Regions from separate parts of the Zea mays genome. Here region 2 is linked to region 1. A link is a contact called in public Hi-C data. All regions are on one chromosome and are shown on one strand. Each heading gives the region's core, a stretch centred on a gene start, on an enhancer-like site or on the middle of the called end of the contact. The rest is flanking DNA. Distances are from core to core; before and after follow the strand shown.

Evidence for each region. Hi-C and Micro-C count contacts between places; a contact is called where the count stands out from the background.
Region 2: a Hi-C map of leaf shows a contact between it and region 1, with 10 times the contacts expected there. The contact joins the promoter of LOC103635873 here to the promoter of LOC100193766 in region 1. A contact is called at or near these places in 2 of 25 Hi-C or Micro-C datasets (ear and leaf).

What each region holds. Positions count from the first base shown.
Region 1 is chr8:128,195,613-128,199,501 of Zm-B73-REFERENCE-NAM-5.0, reverse strand. It overlaps LOC100193766 (Protein LIKE COV 1), which reads left to right and starts at 2,472. Exons shown (of 7, transcript NM_001138852.1): 1 at 2,472-2,761; 2 at 3,596-3,648. The coding sequence starts at 2,594.
Region 2 is chr8:128,371,005-128,374,825 of Zm-B73-REFERENCE-NAM-5.0, reverse strand. LOC103635873 (heat stress transcription factor A-4d) reads right to left here and starts at 1,413. Exons shown (of 2, transcript XM_008658255.4): 1 at 1-1,413. The coding sequence starts at 118. It also overlaps a transcript of LOC100192108 not described here.

The DNA of each region.
Region 1 (3,889 bases), core at 1,223-3,722:
CGGGCTAAGCCCCGGAAGACGACGAACTCCGCTCCGCCCGACCTAGGGCTCGGACTCGGGCTAAGCCCCGGAAGACGGCGAACTCCGCTCCGCCCGACCCAGGGCTCAGACTCGGGCTAAGCCCCGGAAGACGGCGAACTCCGCTCCGCCCGACCCAGGGCTCGGACTCGGGCTCAGCCCCAGCAGACGACGAACTCCGCTTCGCCCGACCCCAGGGCTCGGACTCCGCCCTAGCCTCCGCCGACGACCTCCGCCTCGCCCGACCCAGGGGCACGGACTCGGCCTCGGCCATGGAAGACAGACTCGACCTCAGCCTCGGAGGAGCCTCCACATCGCCCAACCTAGGGCACAGGCTCGCCACGTCAACAGGAGGCGCCATCATCACCCTACCCCGAGCTGACTCGAGCTGCAGGGAACAAGACCGGTGTCCCATCTGGCTAGCTCCGCCAGATAGGCAATGATGGCGCCCCGCATGCTCTGTGACGACGGCGGCTCTCAGCCCCCTTACGGAAGCAAGGGGACGTCAGCAAGGACCCAACCTCTCCGACAGCTGTCCCTCCGCCAGGCTCCATCGCTCCTCCGACGGCCACGACATCACACCAGCTGGGTGCCAAATTCTCTCCGGCTGCCACATCGGCATGTACTTAGGGCGCTAGCTCTTCCCCGCTAGACACGTAGCACTCTGCTACACCCCCCATTGTACACCTGGATCCTCTCCTTACGCCTATAAAAGGAAGGACCAGGGCCCTCTTAGAGAGGGTTGGCCGCGCGGGGACGAGGACGAGACAGGCGCTCTCTTGGGGCCGCTCGCTTCCCTCTCCCGCGTGGACGCTTGTAACCCCCTACTGCAAGCGCACCCGACCTGGGCGCGGGACGAACACGAAGGCCGCGGGATTCCCACCTCTCTCACGCCGGTCTCCGGCCGCCTCGCTTCTCCCCCCTTCGCGCTCGCCCTCGCGCTCGACCCATCTGGGCTGGGGCACGCGGCGACACTCACTCGTCGGCCCGAGGGACCCCCCGGTCTCGAAACACCGACACATAGGTTACGCCTGAAGCGGGTGGGAGTGGGTCTGAACCCACATGAACTGGATTTGTTGAGTCCCTCTTCGCGTACCCTCCTCCTAGTGGCGGGAGCGACCAAAGCTCTAACCATACAAGTGGTGGTTATCCTTGAGTATGGTGCTTGGTCGACTTTGTTTCTCAACTCGTGCACTCTATGTGTTTTCGTGAACTAAACACTTTAATTTATCTCGTTGTTGCTATTTTGAAATGATCATGTAAGCTATATTGGTGATGTGAAGTTTGTGATGTCTGAATTGATTATGTGGTTGTAATGTGAAGTTTTTGTGAACTATGTCAATAGATGTGTTTGTAATGTGACCAATATTAATATATGTATTGTCTGTGATGATATATATGTTGTTGTGTACAATATCGTGAAGAAATAAAAGCCTCATTGGGTGCTGGTTTGCAACAGGAAAGGTTAATTCCCGTTGGCTTGACCATAGCCGACAGGAATTACTCGAATAATTCCCATCAACCAAAGGCGGTCGACGGTAATTATTCGAATAATTCTCATGGGCCAGACTTGGCCAACGAAAATTAACTAGCCGACGAGAATTATTCGAGTAATTCACGCCAGCCAGCCTTGAGCGACGAAAATTAACTAATTTCCGTCGCCTTCCCTAGAGCCGACGAGAATCACCTGAACCGACGGGAATTAACAATATATCGATGAGAAGTAGTAATCCCCGTCGGTATAAGGCTAATTTATGTCTGTTACTGGCCGACGGGAATAACCTGAATTCCTGTTTTTTTATAAAATCACTTAGGTTGTTTAACCAACTTCTATAAAAATAGAATTAAATGTAGCTCTACAAAACTGATCATCAAACTTGAGAGAGTCTTTAGAGCATATTTAAGAGACTAGCTAAATGATTTGTCAAGCTAAATTTTAGCTATCTAATATTAAAATAACTCTCAACAGACTAGCCATATAACTCGCTAAGCTATCCAGCTCTTTAAATTAGCTCCATCACTAGTTAAACTTGTCTAGCCACTCCAATTAGCTAAACTAATTTGTATATTAGAGAGTTTGTTGGAATGAGATGTTATAAACAGAGTTTAATCTTTATGAAAAGTAAATAGTAAGTTAAATAGAGTGTAAAAAAATAAAGAGTCCCTCGCATATGCTTTTATACATGTCTGAAGTCAATTTTGAAAAACGTCTTGTTGTAATGTAAATATCAAATTCTATCTAATTTTATTTTGCTGCAATCAAATCAAACTCGGCTACGTGGTTAATCAAGCGATCACCGTGATAGTACCAACCTCATTAACTGTCACTTCGTCTCGTACGTACATGTGGGGCCCACGCTTCCATTCCATCCCATCGACCCAAGTCGACAGGTCACAGGTGCAAAGCTCTGAAAACACTCCAGAGTCCATCAGGTAAAAAAAAAATCAAAAATAGAAAAAGTCTCTTGCCCCCGCGGCCGTGCCGAGCCGGCATCCCCTCCCCCAGCAACGATCGCGACGACCCAAACCGGCAAGGGTGACCAGCGGCTGGCCGCCGCCGCGGCAGACGAGTCCCATGGGAGACAACAAGTCTCCGCTGAGCCTGAGCCCGATGGGCGGGCGCGACCGGGACCGGGAGCTCCTCATCCCGGTCTCCGGCGGCGGCTCGGCGCCCGGCGTCGATGACGAGGACGCTGACAGGGCCTCCTCCGCCTCCGCGGCGCTCTCCTCCTCCGGCCGCGAGGTACGTCCCCGCTCCCGCCCCCTGACATCCCCCCACCCACTCAATTGATAGTTTTTCCCCTCTTGCCCTCCTTTTATTCAATTGCTCTTCGGTTAGTTTACTATTTATGTTCTTTTCGACGTTTTAAACTCAGCTACATCTTGTTGACTGATGCTTGTGAACGGCATGAACCGACTAGCAGTTTATGTAGTAGGAAATGCTTCAATGTCCCATTCGGGTCTCGTGGGCAAATGATATTAGTACTGGATGGTGCATAACTCCGATGTAGTAGCTTATTTGATCTACTAAAACTTTATTTTAGTTTCTATATTTGTCAATTTATATACTAAAATGGAACAAAATGAAGGGACTAAATATTAGTCCCTTCATTTTGTTCAATTTTAGTACTTAAATTGTTAAATATAGAAATTAAAACGCTATTTTAGTTTCCGTATTTGGCAATTTAGGAACCAAAATGGATAAAATGAAGGGACTAAAGATTAGTCCCTAGAAACCTAACACCCTCTAAAAAATAGAAAGCTGAGAAGACTGTGACTCACTTGTTTTTCTGCGGTGGCACAACCCTATATTACCAGTTGAATAAAATGACATTTAAAATATTTATTTGCTTTTGAATTTCGATGGAATCTCTAAACTGCCTAGAGCGCTTAGCACACTGAGCTGCAATTTGGAAATTGGAATGAAAATTACTTGACAACATCTGATATACTTTTTTTCGTCCTACTCTTGCAGTTTTGCTTCTCCTATTTGATACTTGCCTTCCTGAAACCGAGAAACCATGTTCTGGGTTCAAGCTAGAACAGCTCATGTTGATTTTTTTTTCTTGAAATGCAGGCTTTCCATAAGGTCGTCCGCAGTTGGGCTTCAAAGAAGTTCATGACTGGATGGTAAAGAGTTGCTAAATTAATATTTCCTCGCCTCTTGATTACCGTCTAGTGTTTAACTATAGAACTGAATAGTGTACCTCCTTGTAGTTAATGATAGGTTCTGTTTCCATGGTTTTGTCATGTATAGTCTGGTTGTTGGGGATATGTACCATGGCCCATGGCTTAGTAGCTTAAAAAGTCAAATTTCTTGGTGCAGTGCTTTATGATTGCCATGCCAACATCCATTCTCCTTTGTCCTTTC
Region 2 (3,821 bases), core at 164-2,663, 180 kb before region 1:
CGCCGCCGGGGCCCCACGACACGACGTGGTTGGTCGCCGGGTCCTCCACCATCTCGTAGGTCTTGATGAGGAACGGCGGCGGCTGCGAGCTGGAATTGGAACCCTCCATGCCGGCCATGCACCTCCTCCTGTCTCTCCTCCGACTGATGATGGGCGAAGAATTAACTAACCGACGCTCCCCCAACTCTGTCTTACCCACCGGAATGGCTCGCACTCAACCGCAGCGAGAAAAATTCTCGCCAAGCTGCCGCAAGGACGACGAAAGCAAGGGCTACGGCTACTGAAGGGGAAGAAACCTGAGCGGTTGCTAGGATTTTTGCTCCTCGCGTTGGCGTCAGCTCGGGCGCGGCAGATGAGCGAGCCGAGGCAGCCCAAGGGGCAGAGGAGAAAACGAGGGGGAGTGGCGTCGCGCGGCGGTTTTATAAAGGGGGTCGGGTCGCGCGTCGTGTCGTGTCGTGTGTCCGGGTGCGCGGCGGGCCACCGGGACTCGGACGACGACGCGGACGGTGACTGGGCTGAGCAGCTCGCGCTGGCTCGCTGGCGCCCGCATCCTGGGCTGGGTATACATCGGCTGGCGGCTGGTCGTTGCATGGGGGCGTCTGAGGTTTGACTGGCCAATGCGTTGGCGGACCGGGACCCAGGTCGCTTCTAGAAGAAGGCGCGCGGAAACGGGTCCCGGCGGCGGGCCGTCAAAGTTCGCCGCCCAGCGCGCACGGGCAAAGGCTCGGTGCTGCCGGTCAGCAGGGCAAGCGAGCCAGCCGCCAGCGTTCGATAGCTGTCGGTCGTCTGGGTGACTGGAACAACAGCAGCAGCAGGCCAGTTTTGGGGCCGAGACGTCCCGACCTCTGTGCGCGTCCCGTCACATACTCGCATGTGCTGCTGCTCCGACACTTCCCTTCCCTAAGCTGGCGACCGTTGCTCTCCAGTGACGTCGGTCACCTCCAGGAGCCAGGAATCTTCCCAACGCCCCTCGCCCTGCCCCTGCGGCACCCCGCGCGGCCGGTTGGAGGGTCGAGCGAGACGCCTTTCCATCGCCCGTCGGGTCGTCGCGGGCAGGATGTGAACGGTCTCGGCGGGCGACCATTCCTGCCGAGAATTTTCAGCGGTGCGCCGGTGCCCGCCCGCGCGCCGTGGAAAAAGAGGGCCGCGGATCGCCAGGCGAGTGGATGCTAGCGCACGCACGAGCAGATTCGTTGGGCAGAAGAACCACGCGCCGACACGACGGCGACGGCAGGCTTGAACTATGTCCGCGCCGCGGGCGCTGCGTGTGTGTGTGTGTGCCACCTTTTCTTCCTTAACTTTGTCCCCAAGAATGAACGAACTGAAGGAAAAAAAGTCTAGTGTTTTAATCGATCTGCAAGTGTGTCACGCAGTCTCAGATCAAGAGTCAATTTCCATGCTGATACCGAGAGGCAAGGTTAATTTGGGTCATTGAATACCAGTCGGTAGTATTTGGTCATTTGCATGTCGTTGTTGTTCTTGCCACAGATCAAGTTGTGAGGTTTGTGGTGCTGCTAGAGATGTCCAAACGGGCCGCCCGGCCCGGTCCGGCCTGGGCCCGGTGAAGCCCGGCCCGCTAGGCACGATTAAAAAACCGGGTCGGACCGGCTAAGCACGCGGGCTCAATTTCTTGTCCGAGTCCGGTCCGCAACGGGCCTAAATGGGTCGGGCCAGCACAAAAAAAGCGGGCCGGAAAGCGGGCTATGCGGACCGAAAAACACATTTTAGTGTAAAAAAAGCGGGCTTAACGGGCTTAGAGCTAAACGGACCGTGCCGGGCTAGCCTACCGTGTCTAATTTCCTGTCCGAGCCCGGCCCGCTTATTCGTGCCGGGCCGACCCGGGCCCGCATATAACCGGGCCGTGCCGGGCTCGGACCGAGCCCCAAAAGCGGGCTTCGTGCCGGGCTCGCGGGCCTCGTGCCTATAGGTGCTGCTACGTTCCCATCAAGTGCATGTGCATGTGAATTGAGGAAGCAATCAAGTTCCTCTTGCCTTGCTCCCTTTTGATCGGTAACGAAGAGAAAAAAGAAAAGAGATCAGATTTCAACATATTTGCCACACACGCCTGAGCAGATTAGCGCAAGGTTTTAAGTTTATTACTAAATATACACAGGTTATGTAATAGCCATCATTTTTTTTTTGCTAGCTGGACGTCAGCGAACTGAGGCCTGAGAAGCACGGCAATAATAATCCTGTGCGACGGAGCGAGCCGCTAGCTGGACGTCAGCTATGGTGTCACCGCGCGGAAGGGGGGCATGCAAGGGGCGGGGTTGACCTCGGCGTCAGGTTGTTGCTGAATGTTTCTGGGGGTTCCTATCATTGCTTCTTCTAGACTAGATGAGCATGGACTTGTGGTGTGGTGGCATGGGCATGCAACATGCATGCAGGATCAGGCCAGGCTACCAGGGTTTTTTTTTGATCTATCTGCACGAGCTGATATATTAGTGTACCCAGTTTCTTCTTCTAGATTGTTCAACTTGTGCTTACCCTGCCGCGTCCGCGTGTCTACCAACCTGCGACTTGTACCGGTAATCGATCTAGAAGGGCGGCGAGTGTCATGGCGTCGTATGAACCCCTCTGGGGAATGGTTCAACTCGTGACGCAAAGACTGGCTGTTCTCACTTCTCAGTTCTCACACTAAATATACACATGCATGTGATGGACCGACTGATGGGCAGTAACTGTAATAATCTGATGTCATGGGAGAAGCTGCAAATGGTTACTAGAACGAAAGAAAAGGGGATAAATTATTTCTTCTCTTTTACTTCTCGGTGCCCTTTTTTTTAATACAAAAGACACGAGACTTTTTATACGGCACACGCATGTGTAGATTAGAGTGGGTCTCTACCACTGTCAAGTAGCTAGCTAGTACGACTCTCGAGCTGGATGAAGTTGGCCACGAGATGATGAGACAAAACATTTTTCTGTTCAGTAAACATTTGCTCATCAAGAACTAGATATAAATAAATAAACCCAAGATTCTGGAAGCAACTTTTGCGGAGTCAATGTCCGAGTTCACTTCACTAAAAAAAACCCCCGATCGAGGACCGTGTTTTCAAACCTCACTATCACGTGCGGAGATGGAGTTGAACAAAAGGGATATGGCTGATCTTAGAACCTATATAATACATGATGGAGAAAGTATGTAACTAAAGAAATCTTGATACCAATATGCATCATACCAATTGAACTTTATACAAGTATATTATGACTAGGTGAGTGCTCGTGCGTTGCAACGGAAACATATAATATCACGAAAATTATGTACAAATATGTATTATACTGTTATAAAAAAGGTTTCGTAATCTATTTGTGATCCTATCCATACATAAATTTTGTCAATCAGCATGGAGGATGCTTTTGAGCATGAAATTGTAACACTCAAGACAGATACCGAGCAACATGCTTGAGGCGCATGTACTCCTACAAATAGTCATGACGATAGGGAACTATCGATTTGTAGAGATGGCCAAACGGGCCGCCCGGCCCGGCCCGAGCCCGGTGAAGCCCGGCCCGTTTTGGGCCCGGCCTGCCAGGCACGGTTAGGAAACCGGGCCGGACCTTCTAAGTCCGCGGGCTTGATTCTCTGTCCGAGCCCGGCCCGCAGCGGGCCTAAACGGGCCGTAGCACGAAAAAAGCAGGCCGAAAGCGGGCTAAACGGACCGAAAAGCACGTTTTAGTGCAAAAAAAGCGGGCTTAACGTGCTTAGAGGTAAACGGGCTGTGCCGGGCTAGCCCACCGTGCCTAGTTTCCTGTCCAAGCCCGGCCCACTTATTCGTGTCGGGCCGGCCCGGGCCCGCATAAAACCGGGTCGTGTCGTG